4 separate regions of the Mus musculus genome follow, and all the other regions are linked to region 1. The links are chromatin contacts, called in public promoter capture Hi-C maps. All regions are on one chromosome and are shown on one strand. Each heading gives the region's core, a stretch centred on a gene start, on an enhancer-like site or on the middle of the called end of the contact. The rest is flanking DNA. Distances are from core to core; before and after follow the strand shown. Region 1 overlaps 1700030F04Rik (RIKEN cDNA 1700030F04 gene). Region 2 has its middle 8.3 kb from the start of Gm36788. Region 3 holds the start of Cxcl12 (chemokine (C-X-C motif) ligand 12). Region 4 has its middle 170 kb from the start of Gm36873.

Evidence for each region. Promoter capture Hi-C pulls out the DNA fragments that hold promoters and counts their contacts.
Region 2: a contact with region 1 is called in a promoter capture Hi-C map of cranial neural crest. The contact joins two enhancer-like sites. A contact is called at or near these places in 3 of 39 promoter capture datasets (cranial neural crest, frontonasal cranial neural crest and maxillary cranial neural crest) and 1 of 9 other capture datasets (embryonic stem cells).
Region 3: a contact with region 1 is called in a promoter capture Hi-C map of liver, with 7 times the contacts expected there. The contact joins the promoter of Cxcl12 here to the enhancer-like site in region 1. A contact is called at or near these places in 20 of 39 promoter capture datasets (the 3T3-L1 cell line, the C10 cell line, the HPC-7 cell line and 9 more), 2 of 15 datasets of contacts at CTCF or cohesin (the NIH/3T3 cell line and large pre-B cells), 1 of 484 Hi-C or Micro-C datasets (bone marrow-derived macrophages), 8 of 115 datasets of contacts at active chromatin or transcription factors (craniofacial prominence, embryonic basal ganglia, embryonic midbrain and 3 more) and 3 of 9 other capture datasets (adipose tissue, embryonic stem cells and pancreatic islet).
Region 4: a promoter capture Hi-C map of cranial neural crest shows a contact between it and region 1. The contact joins two enhancer-like sites. A contact is called at or near these places in 1 of 39 promoter capture datasets (cranial neural crest) and 1 of 15 datasets of contacts at CTCF or cohesin (the NIH/3T3 cell line).

Annotation. Positions count from the first base shown.
Region 1 is chr6:117,713,994-117,720,431 of GRCm38.p6, reverse strand. All of the region lies in intron 2 of 1700030F04Rik (RIKEN cDNA 1700030F04 gene), which reads left to right. Among named protein-coding and RNA genes, the nearest start is that of 1700030F04Rik, 35 kb to the left of the region's middle. Within about 2 kb of position 4,536, at least 5 of the 459 cell types and tissues checked have an H3K27ac peak or open chromatin away from gene starts, as enhancers often do.
Region 2 is chr6:116,763,580-116,770,283 of GRCm38.p6, reverse strand. It overlaps the pseudogene Gm22882. Among named protein-coding and RNA genes, the nearest start is that of Gm36788, 8.3 kb to the left of the region's middle. Within about 2 kb of position 1,968, at least 14 of the 459 cell types and tissues checked have an H3K27ac peak or open chromatin away from gene starts, as enhancers often do.
Region 3 is chr6:117,166,025-117,171,874 of GRCm38.p6, reverse strand. It overlaps Cxcl12 (chemokine (C-X-C motif) ligand 12), which reads right to left and starts at 3,340. Exons shown (of 3, transcript NM_021704.3): 1 at 3,159-3,340; 2 at 276-393. The coding sequence starts at 3,219.
Region 4 is chr6:116,958,370-116,964,658 of GRCm38.p6, reverse strand. No RefSeq gene overlaps it. Among named protein-coding and RNA genes, the nearest start is that of Gm36873, 170 kb to the right of the region's middle. Within about 2 kb of position 2,573, at least 3 of the 459 cell types and tissues checked have an H3K27ac peak or open chromatin away from gene starts, as enhancers often do.

The sequences.
Region 1 (6,438 bases), core at 3,287-5,786:
ATAGCATGAAGAGATGGTCTGGTAGGCCTGGTCGTATCCCTGAAATTTGAAGAGGCCTGCCTGGCCTATCCCTGAAGTTTCCTTTTTCCTTTCCTTTCCTTTCCTTTCCTTTCCTTTCCTTTCCTTTCCTTTCCTTTCCTTTCCCCTTCTCCTTCCACTTCCTTTTTTCTTCCCCTTCCCCCTTTCCCCCTCCCCTTCCTATTCCCCTCTCCCTCCCCCTTCCCTCTTTTCCCCTTCACCTTTCCCTTTTCCCCCTTTCCCCCTTTCCCCCTTCCCCCTTCCCCCTTTCCCCTTTTCCCCCTTTTTCCCTTTCCCCTTCCCCTCCCTCTTTCCCTTCTCCCTTCCCCCTTCCCCCTTCTATTCCCCCTCCCCCTCCCCCTTCTCCCTTTCCCCCTTCCCCCTTTCTCCCTTCCCCCTTCCCCCTCCGCTTTCCCCCTTCTCCCTTTCCCCCTTTCCCCTTCCCCTTTCCCTTCCCCCTCCCCCTTTCCCCTTCCCCCTTTCCCTCTTCTCCCTCCCTTTTCCCTTTCACCCTCCCCCTTCCCTCCCTTCCTCCTCAATCTTTTCACTCCCCTTCCCTTTCCCCTTTCCCCCTTTCCCTCTTCTTCCTTCCCACTTCCCCTTCCCCTTCCCCTTTTCCCCTTCCCCTTCCCCGAAGGAATGGTGTAAGCCAGAGATACCAGAAGGTGAGACAAACTGACTTGGCAATCTTGGGCATTTGTGAAGTTACAGCTTCAGCGCTAGCTTGACCAGGACACTTCAGGTCTGCCTCTGTTCTCTCTTATCTTGGTTGCTCAGTGTTATTATGCAGAACTCAACTCACTGAGCAATTCTTGCCTCTATTCCTCTAGTCCCTGGAAACTGCCATCCTTGCAGATGTGACTACTCCAAGGGCCTCCAATAAGTGTCATCACACAGCTTTTGTCCTTCTGCGGCAGGCTTATGTTACTCAGCACCCTGTCCTCAGGGTCACCATAATGTAGCACAAGCTAGCAAGTCTTTCCTTTGTCCTTCTGCATGCTGTTCCACTGCACACACACTGCCTATGTTTATCCATTTACCTGCTGGAGAACACTTTCATGCGTCCTGATGCTGCTACATACCTGGCCACACACTTCCTCGTTAACCTTTTCAGGAGACATCGTGTGATTCCCACAGTGGCTACCCTGCAGTGCTCCCACCACTTGTGGGCTCTGTTCTGAAGTTTCTAGTTTTCCACAAGTGTCTCAGGCTCCCTCTCTCTACACTGTGACCTCCGAGGGAGAGCAGACATTCTTCTAAGCACTCCCAACAGTGGTGAGCGCATGGCGACTGCTCGGCCAGTGACTGCGGCAGAGCTTACCCAGGCATCTTTGGTGATGTCTATGGGTTTGGTCAACGTCACTATTAAGTACAATTGCTGTAAAGAGCAGGGACTATCTGTGGGGCTCAGAGGGTCATGACTGCAGGTGGTTAGGAACCCGCACTCAGAATGTTTAAACAGTCTTATCAAGCTATATCAGAGATGGAATAAGCTGCCTGCATTTAAAGCACAATCTGTTTAGTTTTTTTTTTTTTTTTTTTTTTTATACAGAATGTGTGAGTTTACTAACTACTTTTGTCATACATTGGCAACCTCTTTAATACCTAGAGACTAGATATCATAGGACTCGTTTGTCCAGTATGTACAATATATACAGCATAGCAAAGTTACATGAGATGCACACAACACACAGGGGGATGGGTAAGCTAAAAATGTCTAGCACACAAATGGAAATCTTTTTGCAGTTCCTTCCCTCCCACCTCCTTGATCCACTGAACAAGCACAGCCGGTACACTGTTCTCAGAGGCGGGCTAACAATTCTACTTCTACACACAGCATTTCTCCAGTTTAAAAAAACTATATACACAAAATATTATTCTATTACCTGTACCTTTAAATGTATCAAGCACTTTCAGATATCTAAAAGACTAGATGTTTCATGTAAGAACTTATCTGCTATTGACATGGCACTGGTAAATAAAACTGTATGCAAAGCAATGGTTATTATCTGAGGTATCTTCTAAACATAACCATTTGGGCTTCGACCCACTTTCTTCTCCCTTCAAACCAATAGACAAATATAGGTATGTGTAATGCTTAGATACAGCTAAGCAAATCCTATCCCCAAGCCATTTACAGAACAAAATTTTCTATGAATTTTAACGGTGTACACTATGTGCTAAATTTACTACTTTGTCATACATTGGCAACCTCTTTAACATCTAGAGTCTAGATGTTGAAAATTTAGACATATTTGTCCATTATATACAGTATACACACAGCAAAACAAAATGCAAGAATATAAAAATGGCATCTGAAAAGGTCCCATATACACACACACTACATGGCCGTTGTCACTGCCTCCCAACACCTCCTCCAAACCCCGGAGCAAGTAAAGACAGTACTGCTCAGAGGGCTCATCACCCCACTCCCCAAAGACAACGACTCATGAGTGTTTGCAAAAAGATATTTACAAAGTGATATTTCACTACCTCTACATTTAACATACGTTGGGCACTTCTAAACATCTAGATAGACCAGATGTTTCAAGTAAGGACTGTTGTCCACTATATACACAGCAGTCAGTAAACGGCACACGTAGCAAGAGTAATTACAACTTTAACACAAAATGTAAAAAAAAAAAAAAAAGTGTTGTTCTACTAACTCTACTTTGTCATACACTGGCAACCTCTTTAACATCTAGAGTGACTAGATGTTGTAAATTAGGCCCCCTTTGTCCTTTACATACACTATGTACAAAGAAAAGCCAAACAAAATGGGATAGTGGGAGATAGTGGTTCCTTTCCACTCACGGACCACAGTAGCTTAGAGCTCTGGATTTCCTTCTGTGAACCAGGGCACAAACACAATGCGGTCAACTCAGGAGAGGTTTGGCTTTTCTTCTCCAAACAATAATTCAAATGAATCCTAACAAAAAGGTATTTACAGCATGTTTTACTACTTATAAAATATGGCAGGCACTTCAGAGCAGCTAGAAAGACATTACCCCCAAAACCTGGCATTTTCAAACACACTCAAATACACACACACAGGCACACACGCAAACATGGTGTGGGGGGTAAGAAATGAGGACTAAAATGCATACACAATACAATAGGATAAAAAAGAGAGACACGTCTTCTTCACACGACCAATCTGGCTCCGGGCCTCTTCCTCCTCCTGCTGGATCCTCTAAGGTACTGAACAAACAGGGACGAGTGCTGGGTCTTTCTAGAGGCGGCCTAAACAATTCCATTTCAAAATCACTTGCAGAAGACGTGTCCACGATCTTCTTTTTATGGCGACTGGGTATTCACGTCATCTCCTACCTCTCCTTTACCCTGTGTCGGCAATCTCTACAGTTAGACGTCCAGATTTAGCCAGAAGTCTAAAAAGGGTCGGGGGAAAGGTTGAGAGCAGCTTTTTCATATTATATACACAGGACTTCTACGGCGACAGCGTTTCCGAATGGCCGCCTGCGGTTGTCGCGTCTCGGCTTCTCTCGGGTGGAGGGAAGACCCGCGGCCCAAGAATCGATCGTTCCTCTCGCCGTGATTCGGGGCCCCGCTCACCTTCGTCCAGGCCCATCGAGGCCTCGGTTCATCCAGGTCTGCGTGCTCGGCCACGGGTGGGCCTCCCGTCCCGAGCCGGCGATGGCAGAGTGTTCTTGCTCAGACCCGCCGCCTTAGGCCGCAGAAGCCCCGAAGGCCCAGCCTTGGCCTTCAGGTGGATGCCATTCTTCCCGTCATGCCACGCTCGCCGCCACTTTCGAGGCGTCCTCGAAGGCCTGGCTGGGACTCCTCGGTGGGCCCGGCCCTGGAGAGAGGGCGCCGGTGGAGTCGGGGAGGCCGCCGCCATGCAGGCGCATCGTTGGCAGGGCAAGAGTCGCTGCGGAATGGCCGCGTGGCCTAGCCGGTGGCTGCCTCGAGGGCGAGGGCTCCTGGCGTCCGCAGAGTAGGGACCGAGGCTGCTCCCGGGCCCCTCGGGCTCACCCGGAGCGGGCCGAGGCCGTGAGGGGCCCGGGGCGAAGAAGGCCACACTCCCGAGCTCGCTGCGCTCTCTGCCGGAACTATCTGTTTAGTTTTGATGGACAGGAAGGAGTACCAGGGAAGTCATTTGACTGGCCATCAGTTCAAAGTATGACTCAATGTTTCTTCAAGTATGCTTGTAATTATCCTCTGCACATCTGTATCATCTTAGGATATGCTACATGATGTTGCCCATTGTCTGCACACTCACTTTCTTATAATCCTCTTCAAGGAGAACATCCCGTTTTACACATTAGGAAGCTGTGCTAGAGGATGCTGCCCCAGGCAAAAGAAACCGTCCTGTGAAAGTGGCTCTGGACTTACAGCCAGGGCGTTCTTCATCCATTAGTGGCTGCAGGAAGACTGTTTCATTCCTCGGTTGGGTTCACATCCAGAGCTTTGTCCCAGTTAACTCAGTTCTCTTGCCTGACACTGACCAGGCCACCATCTCGGCCAGGGCATCTAGCTGCCTGGCAGGTCATCACTCACATGTACACTGAGTAATAAGGTTGGAGAATCTCCAGACCTGGGATGGAGGGATCCTGTGACCAGCATCCATACCTCTGCTGCCAGCCTTGGACTTAAGGATCCAGAGGAGAAATGCATTTACAACTGGGTCTCTATGGCCAGGTTCAGCCTCCTGGATGCCCTGGGTATGGAGAGGACCCTGTGCCTGGAGTCACAGAAGGAAGACTGTTATAGTAATGTAAGCTCAGTGGAAAAAGTTCCAACCTTAGTGAGTGTAGCATCAGTGATCTCCGAAGTATAAACAGATGCCTGCTCCCATACCTCCATGCTTCCACCCATCCCCTCCCCCCTGCAAGGCTCCCCATGCTCTTTGCTCCCCTTACATCCCCTTCCCCAGAGTTTGGTTTAATTGGTCTGGATGGGACCCAGGCACCTGGACTCCTGCGAGTACTCCTGGCACAAAGGCTCTGAGCCTTAATTATCTAAGTGAAATGATGTTTTTACTTACATATAAGTGGAGAAAGCACTTCCCTGAATTCAGAAGTCTCTGTCTCCCTGCTGAGTTTGTCTCCTGGCTCATCCACGTCTTGGAGCAGTTCATTCAAAATTGTTCGGACAAGAGCCATCTTGTTTTAACACATGGCTTTCTCTTATTAACTGTACAACAAAGGCACCGTTTTCCAGATGTCGAGACTTTTCTTTACAGTTTTTCATCTGTCATGAAAGAAGACATCTTGGCCAGATGCCTCTAGCCACTGAGAAGGATTTGTACTGCAGCCCTGGTGAGGCTGTTGCCCTGGACTGAAGCCTTGGCCTTGGGGCCATGGAGCTGAAGCCTTTTTGGGAAAGCCCAGGCTGCATGCCATGGCCACCTTTCTGTGGCTGTGTGGATGATTCAGGTCCTGTTGACAAAGACAGCATGGATGCCGGGTTGCAGGTCTATGTACAGATGGAACATGAAAGTCTTAGCTCCTTCAGATGCAGAACGGACAGGGAAGCCCCTCAGTCCCCTTCACTGTGTCGACACTGGCTCTTCGGGAAATGTCAAGGCCTTAATTTAGGCATTATAGCCACTCTCCTGGCCCTACAACCCAAATATGGATAAAGATCAGGTCTGACTGAGGTCCCTGCCCCAGTTAATGACACTAAGGATCAGGTACCAGGCTGGTACTTGTGGTGGTTTGAATAGGTATGGTCCCCATAGACTTACATGTTTAAATGCTTGGATGGGGAGTGACACTATTAGGAGGTTTAGCCTTGTTGGAGGCATGCTCTGAGGTCGCCTATGCTGAAGCTGCACACAGTTACAGCCTCCTTCTGCCTGCCTGTGGACCAAGATGTAGAACTCTCAGCTCCTCCAGCACCATGTCTGCCTGCATGCTGCCATGCTTCCTGCCCTGATGATGATGGTCTGAACCTCTGAAACTATGAGCCAGCTCTAATTAAATATTTTCCTTTATTAGAGTTGCCTTGGTCATGGTGTCTCTTCACAGCAACGAAACCCTAACTAAGACAGTATGTCTCTGCCAGTCTCTTTATTCATCCAGTGGTGGACCCCACAGCCATCCCATAGTGGTGCAGATACCCCCTTTCTTTACTTCTGGCTTAGACAGATCTGCTCAGTCTCAGTGTCCTTGGCAAGGAGGTAAGCTTTTCTTCCTTCTTCCATTTCCTTCCCTCTTTCATTTCCCCCTTCCTCCTTCTCTTCCTCCTTTTTTTTCTGAGACAGATCTCATTATGTAATCCAGGCTGACCTCAGATCTGTGGTCCTCCTCTCTTTACATCCCCAAAGCCTGGATCACAAGTGTGCCCCACCACACCTGGCCAGCACATCTCATTGTTCCCTTTGAGAATGAGATGTCCTTGGCCTGGAGATGATTTGGCCCCTTCAGGACCCTCCTCAGCATCTCCTACTATTTCAGT
Region 2 (6,704 bases), core at 719-3,218, 950 kb after region 1:
ACCATCAATGGATAAAGAATTCGGAGATACAACAGATCAGCTGTATAAAGTTTAACTCGTTAAGTTGAATCAAGAATTTGTATTCAGGATGATTCTGAACTGAATAGGACCCCAGTGGAATCCAGAGTATGACCAGGAATGGTGCCCATGTATCAGGCCCCAAGTGACCCCAGGCAACTGCATTCATTCCACCAAGGCCCGAATGGTACCACGGTTCAAGTCTAAAATGGCCCAACAGGCTTGTGTTTTAAACGCTTGTTTCAAAGCTTGAGGCCTCTAGAAGGGTGTGACTGATAAGGGCATTCACTAGACCCTCAGTAGAAGAGCGTTTGAAGGTTATAAATGGCTCCTTCCCATTCTCCCTACCCCTTGGTGCACCACAACATGACCCGCTGTTCTCCAGGCACACAGTCCTGCTGACATGATGTCCTGCGAGTGCATCGGGCCTGACACCGGAGGACTGAAATCTCTAAATCAGGAACCAAAATAAACCCTTCCTTCCTTCCTTTCTCTCTTCCTTCCTTCCTTCCTCCCCCCACCCCCACCCCCAGAAAAATGACATGTGGTCCTGCCAACGTCTAGGTAAATAATACAAGTGGCTTTGACTGTGCTTTGCCCCTTGAGGGTCAGTCCTTGTCCCTGATAAAAGGCTGCGCCAAGAAGAAGGCAATGCCCAGAAGAAACACGGAGAGCTGATCGCTGCAGGTAGTGGATGGTGCGCATTTGCACTGCAGGGGTTCTCATGAGAAGCCAGTTGTTAAGTTCATCACCCTGCCAACGTAGAAACTTATGCCAGCTACCCATGTGTCTATCTCTCCCTCAGCTAGAGAAACAACCCTTCTTTTTTTTTCAAGAGCAGAAAAACCAGTCTACCTTTCTGATGTCACAAATCTGGAGTGCTGAGGAGCCAAAGAACCATCTCACTGCCAAGGCAGCCGGGTTTGAAACCCTACTCAATGTGTACAAGTTACGGGGAATGTGGAGGGAGATATAGCTTTCCTGCACACACCTGACACCCGCAGCTGTCTTCTGCAGCCTGTGCCTGGGGACCGAGTATCTAACACCTTCATCAGAGGCAGGTGTGGCTCATTGTTTTGTTTTGTTTGTGCTTTCCACCCCACATCCCATTTCAGGATGTTAGGATTTGAAACTATCAAGTAACATCAACAAACTATATGTGTTTTGGAGACAAAGGAAGTGATGAGCCCTGGACTTCTAAGTTTACTGGTATTTGGTTCCCGTTTCCTCCAACTCCTGCCAGGTCCATCCCTTCTTCCCATGGCTCATTTCCCTGATCCATCAAATCATGAAGATGCTCTCTCTAAGGCACAGATTGGCCTCCACAAGCTAAAGGAAATGCTGTCACTGTGTGCACCTTTAGCCTCATGTACATGCGTAGCTCCCACAGGCTCTCTTAGTTCCGTGCTGTATCTACTGACATTCCTCCCTTCTAAGTAAGCAGTGCGTTCTCTGAAGACCTTTAGATACTTACTCAATCTTAGCATTATGCCTGGTGGTTACTCTATTCTGAGACAGCAAAGGAACCAGACTATAAATAGGTCAGATCCCAGCCCTCACCTCACTGGCTTCTCAGGGCAGGAGCTACAAACCCTCTGTGGCTGTGAGCTGCTTTTGAGTCTGCAGGGAGCCCTTAGGTAGCAGCTCACACAGAGAACACTTGTTAGGGCCTTGGGTCTGATCCTGGCCCTGTGGACTCTCCCATTATGAATATCTATAAATGCTTACCAACATGCCTCAGCTGCTCTTACAGCATGCGTTGGTGTGCTTTCAAGGGGTTGGCCTGCACCCCAGCTCCTAAGGTCGGCTCTTACTAGCTTGAGATAAGTGCAGACTCTCAGCCTGTTTAGCACAGACATTGACTGCGAAACATACTTGACCCAAGCCAGTCCTTGCTTCGGTAGGCCGCTGTTGTCAGGGTTTGGAGGAAACCTGTGTACCCCACATTTGATCCCATCAAGTAGAGCCAAGACTTATGGGTGGCCTAAGAAGATCTCACTTTTTCTGCATTGTTTGATGTGAGGCTAGAACAGCAGCAGGCAGCTGGTTGACTAAGTGGGAAAAGAGTCTGAAAACAAAGCCAAACTGTAGAGAAGACAGCCAGAAAACTAGTGACCGTCCAAATCCAGCCAGTCTTTGCACATCTTTATTTCCAAGTTGCTGTGACTTCTGTTCTCTGTTTACTTGCAACGAAAAGCTGTGAGGAGTGTCTCATCCCACAGTCCAAGAAGCAAAGCTGTGGAGCAACCGGGATAAGCTTAGAAGTCGCCAGGGTTGTAAGGAACTTGCAAGAATTAGCATTAGAGGGAGGAAGCAAAGGGAAAGCCCAAGGATGAACCAGAGCACGCCGGGCCTCTGCCGCCCCCTAGTGGACACTGCTGCCGCCACAGATCCTGCGGCCCTAGCTCAAAAGTTGACCAAAGCCCGGTTCTTCACCGGTGCCTCGACATTCCAGACCTAGATCCTAAGGAATTAGTTACCCAAGTGGAGTGCTCCTTCTTTGTACAGTAGGAAAAATAACATCCCCTGTTATCTGTAAGACTGTAATTAGATGAAATAGTCAAGATGAGGTTAACGGGACCTGCCCATATGAAATAACAAAAGGGGGGAAAATGAATTGCTGACGAAAGAAGTTTTGAAAAGTAGCACAGACAAAGAGCCGCGTGATTGATCCACGTCACTGACCGGAGAGGATCCAGGCCATGCCTTTGAAAGTGTGACTGAGGAAGCATATGGCTGCGCAAGTCAGAGCGCCCACCTAAGCCCAGGCTAGGAACCTGGACAGAGGGAGCATTGCATGCACTGGAGATGCAGAAGCTCCTGTAAGCCCCAGAACGATCCATAGATGCAAATGAGGAGATGACCAGGAGAGCCACTGGAGAGGACTGGAGGGAAAGAGACACAGAAAGCCAGGGCAGGTCCTGGCCACTAGCAGGGTCACTGAACCATCAGAAACCCTCGTTTCAGGCAAGGCCGTTAGTAGTTACAGTAAAACGCAGGTCCCCTAAGGCGGTGGTTCTCAACCTTCCTAATGCTCTAACCCTTTAATACAGTTCCTCATGTTGTTGTTACTTCATAACTATAATTGTGCTACTGTTATGATCATGATGTAAATATCTGATATGCGACCCCTGTGAATGGGGTCACTGTGAAAGTGGGTCACGACCCAGAGGTTGAGAACTGATTCCCTAAGAACTCATACAGGCAGAACCTAGATAGAGCCATCTTGTCTGTAGCCAGGATGAGAGTGAAGCTCAACAGCAAGCTCAGAGGTATATGCAAGGATACAAAAACAGTCACCACAAAATAAGAAAAAAAAGTAATAATGTATAACACCCAATAAAAAGTGTCTGTGCCTTCCAACAGGCAAGATGAGACAGAAGCCCAGTGAACTGACTGCCAATGCACAGCATAACACAATTGGGTGGGAAACAAATCTTGGAAAGAAATCTACAACCCCAAATTAAGTTAAAAAGCAAGAATGCTCTCATGACTTCAGACCAGTCTATGACTTCAACTTCCCTTTTAGAAACCAAGACAAAGAACATTAAATTAGATATAGAAGAAACAGAAGGGAAAGAAGAAGCAAAATAAGATAATACATTACTACAGTAGAAGACAGGAAAACAAAAAATTATGACCTGGAAAAAATTTTTAGACAGTCAATAAAATTGACAAACCACAGGGCATGGGGGGGGGGGACACCTTTTATCCTAGTCCTCAGGAGACAGAGGCAGGAGGATCTCTGTGAGTTCAAGGCCATCCTGGTCTACAGAGTGTGTTCCAGGACAGTCAAGTCTGCATAGAGAGATTGTGTCTCAAACAAACAAACAACAAACCCTGATAGCCCAGTGGTCAGATTGTTGGAGGAGAGGGAGGAGCAAGAAGAGAAAGGGAAAGGATGGGAGGGAAGAGTGGCCCAGCTGCTAACAGAAGAGGGATGCTGGCAGCCCTGCAGATTCTACAGATGTCCAAAGGAAAATAAGACAATGTTATGAAAAACTTAATATATTGATAAGTTAAAGTGTCAAAGCCCTTGAAGGAAATGTGTGTACTTAAAATAAAACACACAATGTTAAATAATCCTATCTCTGTTATTATACATTATACTTTTATAAAAAATCCCACATAGAAAATCTCAGCTTCGGATGGCCTTTCACCTAACATTGAAAGGTTAGTTCATTTTGATTCCAGTCTTCCAGGAAATTGTACAGAATCGACTACTGCTCAGATTGTTGCAAGAAACCATTTAATACTATAACTCCATCAAAAATGTTACAAGTAACAGAAACTCCAGACAGATAACCCCATGAGCACAGATGCAAACACAGGTGCGCAAAGCAAGCATATTCACTTAAAGCCTAACTTTGGCAAGCCAAATCCAACAGACAGTGCACCCTGACTAGCTAGGGTACCTCCCAAGAACGCAAGGCTGGTTCCTTAATGACCTGGAAATCCATCAGTGTTTTTCCCCGTGTTCTTCTACTTAAGGGGAAATCATACCATCGCAGTCATACATTGGACGATGAGGAGAAGCATCTGCAAAACAGTAACAGCTTTTCTGACAAAAACAAAAACCAAAACCAAACAAAACGTAGTCACCCCTACGTTACATAGCCTGCAGTAACGTTGCAGGTGCAGCTGCTGTGCCACATGTGTGTCAGTAAGTGGCAGAAAGGAGAGTCTGTACTCAGTGTTCTGACCTATGAATATCTGAATGATAGCCTAACTAACACTCCCTGGGGCTGGTGGGGGTGGGGGAGGGGAACAAACCAAAACCCTGAGACAGTCCAGGACCAGGGGCTCAGACAGGGAACTAGCCTGAGACAACCACCAGTCTGGTTCCATGCAGGCCCTGAGGGCTCCCAGGGCTGGGAGCAAGCTGGAGCCCTGAAGAGCCCTGCCTGGGACTGAGGGTTCAGGAGGGAGTGAGCCCAAAATAGACAACCCTCACTTGGGGCCACTTGGGCAGACTGGATGATGAAGAAGCCAGCAATGACCACCAGGCCAGCTCCTTGGGGACCGAACGGGGAGCTAGCCTACGACAACTACCACACAGGCCTATGGGGAGGGGCAGACCATGCTCAAGATGACCCCTGTAGGGTATAACACTCTTAAGACTGCTCTTGAGATGGCCCCAGACACACAGAAACTCTAAGTACCTCTAAGAGGAGCAAAGAAGTGGTGGAAAAATAGAAGGGAAAGAGAAGCAGAAGGATGTGAACACAATGAAGAGGCAGAACTGGAGATTTGCAGATACGGAAGAACAGCCCGATGGGGGTAGCTGGGGATGGCAACTGGGACCATGGTGGGGTCCTAGCCTGTGCTGCCATGCGACGGGTAAGGGGGCACATCTAGGTCCGTGACCCTAAAGCAGCAGGGTTCTGTTACCACCAAAGGCCAGATGGATAGCCCTGGTCTGGGCTGCCACCTGGGGGGTTGCCGATGTCTGTAGGCTATGCAGAACTGGCCCCACCCTTCAGCTGGGCATCCTGGGAGAGCTGGTTCTGGGGACATGAGAGCAGGAGAGCTGACCCTGCCCCTAGCCAGCTGCAGTACTCAGGAGAGGGGACCCTGGCGGGTAGGGGGTGAATACAGGCAGACACACAGGACAGACAGTGGGGATGGGGTGGGGAGGACACAGGCAAGCCAACCTTGAGGGCGGGAGCATGGAAGAGCTGTCCTCACCACTTGTCTGTCATGTAGTGGGACATGGACAAGAGAGAGATGACACCCCCCCCCATCTTGCCTCTTGCCACCAACGGCATGCAAGAGAGCTGGCTCTGTCCCTCACCTGCTGCAGCACTTGGGAATGTAGGCTCTGTGTCTCAGCTGAACAGCAGGATAGAGAACTGGCTCTGGTAATGGGAATTGCTGGTGAGCAGGGCTGGTAGCGCCATGAGACTGACTAACCAGTTCAAATACCTCTCAATTGGTCTACCTCAACATGTACTCCATTGGTGAACTGCTGGAATGTGTGAAGGGACCAGTCCTGCAGACCCAAAACTATAGGATCTCCGTGACACGGGGCAACAACAGGATATCTGAGAGGAGTCCCAGGGAGGTCCCAGTACTGATGGAGTAGCAGAAGCCAGAGGCCTCATACCAGACCAACAGTGGACATTTGCAATCAAAGCAATGTGGACAAAAGAGTGTACTGTGGGACACACTGTGACACACTACAGTTTCCACAATGAGTCTTTTTTCCTCTGTTTCAGGGAAGATTGCAAGGGTGGAGGGCAGGTACAAGGGGAGTGGGGGCTGAGCAGGAATGTGGTGCGTGATTTGAAATTTACAAAGAAGCAATAAAAAGATTTTTTTAAAAACTAGAATTAAAGAAACTTTTTGAGCCTAATAAAAAATGATTTCTAAGAAGAATCTATCCAAATTACAATTATTTGGAAAAAAAGAAAAAAGAAAAAGAAAGAAATGCTTTTCCTCTAAGCAGAAGAATAAGGTGAGAATGTAACAGATACTTTCTATTTGAAATCTTACTGAAGGTTCTAGTACATCAGCTTGGACTCTTAGTCCGAACTCATTCATTATGCTCATGTTTCAAATATATCAGAATTGCATGTTAGGAGAGTGTTAGGGAGCAGGAAGGGGCTGGTGCCTCCAGCTTCGCTCACAGTCCACTTTGCTTACCCGGGGAAGCAGCTTTCTGCCAAGCAGGAGACAGAAAACTG
Region 3 (5,850 bases), core at 2,091-4,590, 550 kb after region 1:
ACAGACCCAACTGTCAGCTGAGGGCTGACCTCCATCAAGTCCATGGCTTTTTCTGTAGAGAGGCGGCCCACTGTGCTGCAAGAAACAGCTTGGAAAGCAAGAGTGAGAAACACTGAGGACATCAGGGCTCTGGGGAACAAAAGTATCCTTTGAAACCCATGTCTGATGGCATATCAGTGTCCCCGTGGTGGTGGTGGTAACAGCTGCCCCTAGTTATGCCAAGTCCGAGGCTTCTATACCATGCTCCTCTTTGGGGGATGGCGGCTAGGACTTACACAATCTGAAGGGCACAGTTTGGAGTGTTGAGGATTTTCAGATGCTTGACGTTGGCTCTGGCGATGTGGCTCTCGAAGAACCGGCAGGGGCATCGGTAGCTCAGGCTGACTGGTTTACCTAGAGGAGGTGTAGAGAGAAAAGTGGGGCCAGTCATTATCTGCCTGGTGCAGGGGGTTTGGTGGCTCTTGTGGGGAAGACTCAGGAACATCAGCAGGAATGGTTACAGAAAGTTTCTTGCAAAGACCATCCCCTCGGCCAGGGATCACAGTGAGATCTGACTGGGCTCAGCCTCTAAAGGACAAAAGGACCCAGGAGAAGTGGGGTGGCAGAGTTCTGGGCTCCCTTGTGGCCCTCTGGTGCAGGCCTGGAGGTGGGGGGCTTCACTTCTACCACCTGCAGTTTTCCCTCCTCCCACTCACCCTATCCTAAGCCCTGGAAATCACAAAAGAATCCAGAGGGGAGGACCCGGATTTACCTTCTATCCAGCTTTTCCCAAAAGCTGGGGTCAACCGTGGCTTTTATGGTCACTACCTGGATGCCTAGGCCTCCTGGATCCTATTACCAGCTTTGTTTGCCAATTCACCAATTTGCAAAATGCTATAATTGACACTCATTAGTGTAAATTAGCAAGGGGCTCCTTTAGAACCCCCCCTTAAGAACCACCCTTTAAGTCTAGAATTGCAAACCCTGAGGACTGCTGGATTTGTAGCTGCTCCCCCAACAACAGGGTTTTATCCTAGCTCTACTGAGCATCCCCAAATGTTTCAATTTATGGGTCTTTTCACCAAAGTTTAAAAGTATGACTGAGAATAGTTAGCCCCAGGATTTTAAGTTTGCTTATTTAGAGTTCCAGGAGACTTCTGGGTATTCTGAAGTTCACTGCCTTTGGGAAGCAGCTGGAGAAGTGGACCGAATTAAATATATGATGGGATTATCTTCTTCTGCAAGCATTATTTAGCTAAGGGATGCATGCCCCAGGAAGGGTAGTGTCTTTAGACTCTAAAGCATAGGAAAACCAGACTTCAGGTACAGACCAAAGTCTAATCCAGCTCTGCTGCCACCCTGGACTTGGGAATCTAGAGAGCTTGGCTTAGGGAACCAGGGGTCCATTCAATCTAACAAGCCTGGCAAGCCTGCTGCTCTGGGTTTAACCAAAGAAGCCTCCGGTGTCTACTATCTAGCTTCTGAGTTGGAGTAGCTGATGGGAAAAGACAGGAACCACAGCAAGGTTAGCCGTGCTGCAACTTGAGGGCTGTGTAAGATCAGAGGGCACACAGGCACTAGGAGGTAAAAAAGTTCATTCGGGCAGCACAATGGGGTCCTGCCTAGAGAACAGGTCTGATCCAGACACTGTCAACAATCCGACTCTTCCTAGGGTCAGAATATGTTGAGGGTGAGACAACTTTTACTCTGGATAATTGCACTCCAACCTTGAGGACCTGAGTCCTACATTCTTGCCCCATACCTAACTTGCCAGAGGCTGTGACCCTTGCAACATCACCAGCTCATTCAATTATTAATGCCCAAATCAATGTGCTCCATGACGGGGCACTGGGGGACCAGTGGGAAGGCTCAGCCTCCCGGGTGTTCTCGGTAACAAAAAAAAAAAAAAAAAAAAAAAAAAAAATCGAAACTGCCTTTCATTTCTTTTTTTTTACTACTCCGATCAGCAACTGACTATTCTTTTACAGAACATTTCCCTCGGACTAGGCAACTCCAACCATTCCCGTACCCCGTTGTCACAGGGAAAGAACCCAAACGAACGAGTTGGTGTACTTGGGCAGCATTTAGAGCTCAGTCTCACCAAGAGCCCCGACTGTCCCTCAGTTCTCTCCAGGAAACACCACTGCGGAGGAAGGCAGGGGATCGACTAGTAGGATTTTGTTTTGTGTTCAGAGGCAATGGTTTGTTTTGTTTTGCAGCAACGGTGTCTTGTAACAGCGCTGAGAGTTTTCTCTTCAGTGTCAAAAAAAGAAAACAAAATGAAAGCCCTTTCCCAGTGAAAGAAGACACCACCCTGGGTCTGGGAGACTGAACTCCGCTGCAGCTCTCATTCCAGAGCTGAGGACTCCGGGGCTGGCTACAAAAGCGCCCGTTTGCAGGTGTGTTTGGGGGTTGGGGAGAGGTGTGCATATAGCTTGGGTAACTGCTGAGCCTTTGTCTAGTGACCCGGGTAAGAAGAAAAAGGGGCAGTGAAGAGACGCGTGCTCAGGTCCGCGTCGCTACGGACCAACGAACTGTGCAGAAGCGCGGCCCTGGCTGGCAGCGCGAGTTCAAGAGCTGCGCTGCGCTGCTGGTGGCCCTGAGCCCCTCGAGGGTGCTGTAAGAGAACACGCTACACCCGCAGGGGACGAAACTCAGCCTCACCACTGAACCTATAGCCAAGCCATGCACTTCGAGCTACTTGACCGGTCTTTGAGAGTTTGCTGACACACGCACCACCCGAGTGAACCTCTTGCACGGTCAACTCCGGGACCGCGCTGCCCTTCGCCTCTGGAAACATCTGGGCGCCGGTAGACACTAGCTGAGTGCAGCTGGCGCGCTCCGGGGCCCAAGCCCCGGACACAATCGCCCACGCTTCCATTCCGCGCCGAACCCACTCTTGCCCAACAATCCTGCGGGTCCTCCCCTGCAGCCCTCTCTAGGTCCTATGGCCGCACTTCGCAGAGCACAAAACCTCGGTGCGACCCGTGGGACACGGGAAAGGGCACCCGGTGGGAGTGCGCCCTGCAAAGTGGACTGCCCCAAGTTCGCTTGTAGTGAACGGCGCCGACCGAGTTCTTTCTCCGCGACTTCGGCGCGGGCAGAGGAACCGCGGACCCGAAGGAGCTCCGGCGCAGAGCTGCGAGCCTTTCCCGGGCCCGGCCGCGGATTGCACTCACCGTCACTGATGCAGAGCGCGGCCAGCACCAGGGCCAGCACGGCGACGACCTTGGCGTCCATGGCGTGGGCGGGAGGGCGCGCCGGAGGCTGCAGAGCTGGACAGCAAGAGGACACCGAGGTGGACCGAGAGTGAAAGTGCGGCAGCGGGAGGCGAGCGCTGGGCGCTTTAGAGGCGAAAACCAGGCGGGGCGGGGCGGGGCTCATCAAGGGGCGGGCCTGGAGTGTGGCTGGGGTCTCTGACGCGCATCCCCTGCGGAGCAGCCGCCCTTCCAGTTCCCTACCTACCCACCCCCTTCTTGGCGCCCTCAGTGTCCGCGGCTCCGCTGGGTGCTGAGACCTTTGATCTTCCCAGTCCCCAACTTGGGCGGGCTCTTTGGACCTGAATTGTAAAGAGGCTGGGTCGTAGAGCTTAATGCTCCCATCCTGCAGATAGAGAAACTAAGGGGCTGTCAAAGGCACAAGCCGTGAAATAAGAACCTGAGAGACGAAACAGTCTGTTTCGCCGCATCCAAAAGTTGCCAGAGTACCCTTTCTTTCGTGCCAGGAACTTAAGCTGACCCACCTCATGTCCAGGGTGTCTGTGCCGCAGTGGACTGCTAGGCTTAGGGCAACGTGGACCAATCTACAGTTAGAATAACTTGGATTCCCAGCCAAAGTCTCACTACAGTCATTCCCGGGAAGATGCATTCTAACGTAGGGCTGCGCTACCGAGCAAAGAGACCAAACAGGTCTCCCAGAGATACTCAGTATCGTGAATTTTCTTTGCCACCTCCCCTCTGTACCCCTATTCTCTCGACTGGGGGTGGGTGGATGGTACGAATAGTGGGTGGGTGATTACAACTCTCACCCTGCAGAATGGAAACGGAGGAGAAATGACTGGGTCTCACTCCCGCGAAACGTCCTGATTCTCTGTGCTTGGTTTTAATGTGTGTTCAGTTAATGGAAGCTGGAAACAACTTCTTAAACTTCAGTGTTTCCTGCCTTTCCAGAAGAAAGTCCAGTGTTCTAAAAAGGACCAAAGAGTTCCCTAAGGCCCCGCTCCCTAAAACCCTGCTTCAGAAAGTGGTCATTGGCGCTTTACAAATAGACCCATTGGTGTTCAGCCCTGCCAATAGATCGTTGTGTTCCACTCTGGTCAACCAAAACAACCCCAACCCGGGTGTGGGGAGACACGGGGGAGGGGGCAGACTGAATCTTGGAGGGCTAGAGGCTTTGGGCAGCGTCCTTTGGACCTTCCACTGCCACAGGCAGTGTTGGCCATGCTTCGACCACTTTTCCCACATAGCCAATTAGCGATTTGGATTCTGTTATCATGTTCACCCAAGGGAGTGCACAACAGAGACTTGCCTCTGTCTCAGGGCAATCTGGGAATCATATTTGTGAAGCAGTGGCCAGGACCTTTGGGCCTGGGGCTCCACCTAGGGACTAAAGAAGGGTGGAGAAGGTCAAGAGGAAAATGTTCCAGCCATGAGAGTATCTTAAACAATTCCGCTAAGCACTTTGCATCCATTCATTTGTCAGACACACTTTAGGGACTCAGCTTCAAATCTGGAACCGCGCCGACCTGGTCCCTGTGTTTAAAAAGTAGCATTTCAGAGAAGGCAGCCATCCATTTCTACCGGCTTTTGCGCTATCCTGAGCGTTCAGTATGCTAAACTCTGAACTTGCTGGCCCTGTTGTACTGCAGGATCGGCAGAGGCTAGGCTCCGGCGCCCTCTGGTGGTCTTATCTCCCATGCTCCAGTAATCCGAGATCAAGCGCTTGGGATACCTGATGCCTGTAAAACAGTAAAACAGTAAAAAAAAAAAAAAAAAAAAAAAAAAAAAAAAAAAGACCAGATGCTCCTAGGCAAAAGCTCTGAGCACAAAAACTTGTCTGATGCTCCCATTCAGTACATCTCTGAGGCAAGGCAAACCTCTCCTGTAAGTTTGTCCAAAGCAGGTAGGTGTCCAGATCTCTTGGTGTTTGCTATGAAATCGGGAGAGAGGGACCCACTCACAGCCAAGGAGTGAGGGTGGGGGGAGGGGTGTCCTGTGCAGGCTAAGAGCAAAGCAGAGGCCAACAAAGACTCTGGCAGACTGAGGCTCCAGAACAGAAGCCGATGCGGGCCACATCTGTCCCTACCCTCCAACAAGCATTCACTAAAATACGTTCAGTAGGTCCTCCTACGATGAGCTAGGCATGCACTAAGAGTTCGAAATATTTAAGAGAAAAAAATCCCGGGGTAGGGAAAGAAGGAGATGTTGAGCAACATAAAAGCCAGCCATCTAACATAAGTCACATAAAACATAAAACGCCAGTGAGTGGAGCCACCGCAGTAAGCGCTTAGGATTCAAATAGGGTGGCCAAGGACCTGGATTTTAGATTTTAAAAAAGAAAAAAGAAAACTCTACGATTTTACACTTGGTGAATGATTTTTATTTAAAACCATGTCCACTTTAGAAGACTCCACAAAGAAAGAGATGCGGGGTGGGGTGGGGTCGTGGGGGTTGGTCATAAGCCTTTTGAATTTTCTCTATGCTCAACCAAAGAAGTATCTCCCAAGCTTGGGGCTACCTTTGTTTATGCAACAATCTCTGCTCGGTTTCACCCAGTTCCTCTGTGGGAAGCCTTGTTTCAGGGAAGGCACACAGGCAGCTCACGTCTCTGTCAAGTCTGCAGGTCTCCTCCACACAGCAAGGGAACAATGGG
Region 4 (6,289 bases), core at 1,324-3,823, 750 kb after region 1:
GAGAGAAGAATATACTCAGAGTGCAATATATATTCATATGGAGATGATCCTGTATAGCATAGTGTCATGCGAAATAAAGATGTACAATAAAAATTAAAAAGAAAATAATTTGGGGTTTCTCAATACTTGCAGCTTTGTACAAAATCAAATTTATTAATATTTGGAAGTGGCACTATGTCAAATTTTTATAATAATACTGAATTAAATTTTTTCTTTCATATTTTTTAATAATTTGTTTCCTGTCTACAAAAAGTAGAAAGATTAATAAAAATAACCTTAGACATTCTGGCTGAAAAACAAAGTGTTTGCAGTATCACTGTGTCCTTTGTGTCTCCACTCTTAGTGAACAACTTGTCTTCACTGGAAGCGATTTCTCTCCATTTTTGCCATTGCCCTGAGCTTTTCTCATTCATGTCTCATCCCAGAGGTGTGTAGCTTTCCAGAACACCAACTCTTAACTGTGCATTTTTTATCTGTTGCAGATAAAAACAAGTTCGTCCTGCACACACACTTGTGCTGTGTGTGTCTTGAGATTGGTTTAATAACTGCAGGTCTGAATTATTAGGCTTCAGTTCTGGGAAGTGAGACCTCAGAAAAAGTCCATTAGATATTAATTACAGCTTCTTTGGTTAGTGGACACTTGAGGTGCTTTGAATATGGCACTCTCAGAAGCACCCGTGCTGGTCTTTATGTTTGTATTGAGTATAGACACAGGCGTTTCTCCACATGCGTAACCAGGGCAGGATTTGCCAGGCTGTGGAAAGCTTAAGTCTCTTTTCATACTGATTAGTTGTTACCATACTCCCCCAAGGGGTTCCAATAGTTTACAGCCCCCTGCTATGATAAGATGATTCCCATGTCAATATTCGTTAGTCAATATTTATCATTGTTGGATTTTAAAGTACCTTTGTTAGCTTTAGACCTGAAAAATGGCATTTTATGAAACTACAAACTTAACTATATAACACATTGAAATGAAGCGCCGCTCAGGAACTAATGAAATTCAATCTTAACGAACTGCAATAAAGTTCATTTGATCTTTCTTTTGTAACATGACACAAATACTTTCTATCTTAAAAAAAAATTTAAGAATTTAAATTTAAAAAATTTAAATTTAGCTCCACTATAAGATGATAATTTAGTATCTCAATATGAAATATATTTTATTTTTATTGGGAATGAAACTTGCATATTTAAAATATGTTAGTGTTTTAAATGTTTTTTTTTTTTTCTGGTGACATAAAAGTTTAGAAAGGCAAACACTGTAATAAAACAAAAAGCCACATTCCAGTTAGGAAGACCTGAGAGAGACAGTCTCCCTTTCTGTCAGAGCCGTTTCCCACCCACGTCAGATGTGTGAGTAGAGGTCCCTTTGATAAGGCAGGCAGTTGGCCTTCTCTCTTTCCTCAAGCGGCCCAGGAAAGGACCGCCAAGTCCAAACGTAACCGCAAATCAACGCTTCCCTGCACTTCAACCTCGAGAAACCACGACAGGGAAGGGAGCGAGGCAGGCAGATGCTCCTCTTAAAGGGATTGGACAGTGTGCCTTTGCTGTGCAGTAACGAACAAGAGAACATTTGTAACCACAAGGGCCACGGAATCTCACCCAAGCCATCTAGAAGCCATCAGTTGAGCCTAGTCGCTGTCACTGGCAGAGGTGGTAGATGCTTTTCTTTCCAACACTGCTGAGGAACGTATACTGTAGGGAGAGTTTGATGCTGTCCCATAAAATACCTGGTTCTCCATTTTCTTACCTTAGTTTTCGCTCCGATTTTACACAACATAAATGGCGATGAACCAATCATTGAATTCGTTTCAAATACCTTTAAAAAAATCTTTTAGTGATCTTTTTCAGCTTAACTGTTATGATTAACACCTGTTTCTCTTTCTGATTTCCTTACTTATAAAGATGCAGTAGCTGTGAGATTTCTGTCCTTACATTTTCCTTTACCTCTTTAAACATGATCTTGAATCCTCTAGCAGAAAACGAATTGAAGTCTTTATATGCTCAGAGAAGTGTGCTCGCAGTACTTATATTCCACTTCCGTTCACTGTTTTTATACATTTTTACAAACTTCTTGGCTCTTTTTATCTCCCTCTTCACATCTTATACTTATTTTGTTATTGGATATTGGAATGTTTAATGATATATCAAAAGAGCTATGAAGCTTTCTGCCTTGAGAGTTTCTGTAGTTGTTTATTAACCAGTCTGGAATTGTCTGCAGACAGGCTCCCTGACATTATATGGCCCCTGATGCCATATAATGGGGGGCTAGTCCACCCCCGCCCTTCCCCATCTGAATAGTAGGGAGGGTCTGTGCTCGGAAAAATGTTAAAGCGTGGGGGACTTCCAATCTCTGTGGATGGATGTACAGGAGGAGTTGCACCTTTGGGACTGGCCAGGTACCAGAAGGACCCTGGCCTGTATTTCTCCTGGGCTTTCTAGTGTCTTCTGTCTGCACATAGCATTTCCAGTTTTACATGAGAGTGTACTGAGCCTTTGAAAGTCTTCTATGGCTTTCTAATTGCCAAAATATCTCCCTGAAATTCCAGGCTGTTCTGCCAGGAATTGCTACCTGGACCAATAGTGCCAGGCTAACACTCTTCTGGGCCACTCCTTTCCTGTTTCGATCTTTATTTTGTTAAAAACACCATTGGCCATTCATTTTCACCCCCAAATCTAATTAAAGTCCCTAGCCCCTACAGCAGCAAATCTTCTGGTGTTCATGGCCAGCACTGCCCTGGTAAGTCCACACACTGAGCAGCCCTAGCAACTTCCAGCTGCAGGAGCCCCTGTTTGTGCTCAGGTTTCCAGTGGAACTTCATGCTGATTTGCTTTAAGTCTCTCTCCTCCTCCCCTCCTCTCCCTGCTCCTGCTCCCTTTCTCTCTCCCTCTTCCCCCACCCCCTCTCCCTGAGACAGGGTTTTGCTGTCCTGAACTCACAGAGATCTGTTTGCCCCTACTGGGACTGAAGGCATGTGCCAACACGGCCTGGCATCAGTCACTCTCCAGAGACTAAAATGCTCATTGTTGATAATTTTGTTTAATTTTAGACCTGTCTGTTTAAGGTATAACTATTGTTGTTTTTTGCTTGTTTTTGCTATCATTCTCTTGACCCTAGCCAGAAATGCAACCTGCTTTTAACTAAGGTACAGGTAAATTAATATATTTTCTTTTATATTCTTTTTAATGTTGCAGTTTTCTACAAAAATAAAAAAAAAAAAATAACCTTTTCTGGGCTGGAAAGAGAGCTTTCTAGTTTCCCAGAGGATCCGAGTTCAGATCCCAGCACCCACTAATGGCTAATATATGCTTGTAACTCCTGTTCCAGGGGATCCAATGCCATGTTCTGGATTCTGAACACGAACACACACACATGAGTACTGACACAGATACACATGCACACATACATACAAATACACACACGCATGTATGCATGAATGCAATGCATATAAATACACATACATACAAACAAAATTAAATATTATCTTAATTAAAAAATATTTTCCCTCCCTTTCTTAGCTCCAAATATTTTCTCTTAAATTTGCTTATTTAGCTTTTAATTCACTTGGAATTGAATATTTTGTACACCCTACTATAGGTTCTGTTTTTTTCTTTTTCCTTATGTAAAGATTACATACATTTCTAATCCAAATCAGAAGGACACTATTTTGAGATAACCACAATTTTTAATATGTTAAAAAGGGGATGTGATACAGACTAAATGAGAATTCATGTACTTTATGATGTGGGAAAAAGCTCTTGACAAGGCCCCTGGGCCACGAGGACAGGCAGTTTTGTGGCCCAGGTCAGTCATATACCTCGTAGTTAAAAATAGCTAGGGATGGGGATTCCCCAAGAGTCAGTGTTTTCTTTTCCTCCTTTGATTGCCCCAGTGACCCCCAACCAAGGGCTCTAACCCTAGAATGTTCGTCAGTCTTGATGAGGTAGATTATGGGTACCAAAGTCAGCTTAGTTTTATTTAAGCTAAACCCCAAATCCACAGTATGTGCTTGACAAACCCTTTCCTGGTTTTTTGGAAGTGCCTGACTTTAAGCACTTGCTATTCCCTTGCTTGCAGTTTCTATCTTGCTGCCTCTGTCTCACCCCATGTCAGTCCACCCGATTAAATCAGACAGAAGTTTTGAAGATTCCAGAGGCATTTAGAGCACACCATCTTCTATCTGTGTCTATTGTGTCACTAACATCTATACCCACTTCAGCTCAGGCCAGTGGCGCTCACGCTCACACCAGTCACTCAACATGACTTTGGACACTGTCAAAAGTGTAAAGTCAGAAATAAAAACAAAAAGCTAACACTCTACTGCTCTGTTAGATGTGACTGACATTATGAAATGTGCGTGTCTGTTTGTGTGCTTGTGGGTGCACACGTGCGTGCCTGGTTATGCATGTGCGTATGCAAGCACATGTGTGTTCATACAACTTCTGACAGCATCTAGACACCAGCTCAGTAAATAATGTTCACGTTCTTCTCCTTGTGTTACAGCGAAACCTTCTGGAAGAACCTATTCCAAGCATCCCACGGGTAGGCACAGGTTAGATGAGCTTCCTGAGTCCTATCTAACCCTTTTCTCTTTCCACCGGCCTCACTTTCATCCTGCTGGGAGCCTGTTAGTATGCAGAAGCATAAAGTCGTACCCTGTTTCCTGTTAGCCATCCTCTGTCTCACTCGCACTTGGAGGACTGAAACATAAAGTGAAAACAGGACCCTGGCTTTCCAGGACATAGCTACGCTTTTGGAGACAGCGTTTTGTTGGCCTTGCTTTGCCAGCACATCTGTTTGCCATTAGCCGCCATTCAAATGAACTCGTCATGTTTTGTTCCTAATGAACCGCTGTGGGTGGAATGGGGCTTATGGGCTTCATCGTTCTAACGGGCTTGTTCACCACAGAGGACATCTCCCAGCATGTGTCCATGTTCACAGTCCTGGGTTCACTTCGAATGACCCTCTGTAGCCTGGTAGGGGCACAGGGCCAGAGACGCAGCCCCAGGAATGGCTTCTTTGACTAAAGCACGCAGTGGCTACGCTCTGCAGATGCCCGATTGTAAACGTACAGCTGTTTTCTTCCCAACAAAAAAATGACAAAATTCCCCTTGCTCTCACCTCAGGTTACAGAAGAACCCTCTGTACTGCCATTAGTGAGTGTCTACTGTGTCCCCACTGTGTGAATCACTCACTGTTCACCATCTTCACAACAGACATAGGACTTCAGACTGGCATTATGGAAGCTCATGTGACAGTGGAGGGAACGGGAGCTCCACAAAATTGAAAACTTGGCCCAAATCAGAGCAAAGACTAGAGCTGCCAGCCCTCTGTGGTCCTGTCCCGAGCACTTTGAGTAAGTGATCATCATGTGCCTTCTTGTTGGCTAGAAACACATGGTGGACCCAACCTTAGAGATCAGGACTTGCTGGGACCCAAGCCCACAGGCTCACACTGAATGTTGAACACTAGTCCATAGGAAGAATGTGTTTTCTATGTTCCTTATGGAGGCTGAGTGAGGGAACTGAATTTGAGTCAAACCTCAGTTTTTACATGGTGTTTGATCGTGAAGTCATTCTGCCTACGTGTCACAGGTGTAAAGGAAGAATAACTATGAAGATTCTACAAATACACAGGATTGTTTTCAGAGTCTAATTCTGTATCTATTAGGTTTTCAGAGACTAATTCCGTCTCTGATTACAAAGTACACAGCTGTGTTTAAAGTAAGGATGCCTTGATGCAAAGAGAGGGTTGGCTTTCACCAGAGCTTATAACCTCATAATGAGACATGAGAAACACTGTGTATAATATTCGGTGTACAAATAAGTCCAGGAGACCCCTGCTCAGTTCTCCTTCCTTCCTTGGCACTGGGTGATTATGGGCCCACTGTCCATTCGTTCCCCTGCCTTGGAGATGCCCTGTGATGGGCTTTTCCAGGTGCATCTTCGTTGGGGTTTACCGATGACAGCAAGCTCAGCCACATTCCCCTTCACCAAACCCTCAAAGCCGTAGGACTCAACATGAACTTATCTAAGCTCTAAGCCTTGCTCTTTTGCACCCAGAGTTCCTCTGTTCTTCATCCTTTGCGATCCGACTCTCTCCCAGAGCTTGCCATGCGGCATTATAATGCAAAAGCTTTTAATTGCTGCCTTTCTAAGATCAAGCCATTCACATACATTCTTCCGGATAAGAACCACTAATTTAAATGTTCATATGACCCAAATGGAGTGCATGAGCTGGGAGATACAGAGTAGAAACCAAGAGGAACTCCCTGAGAAAGCAGTA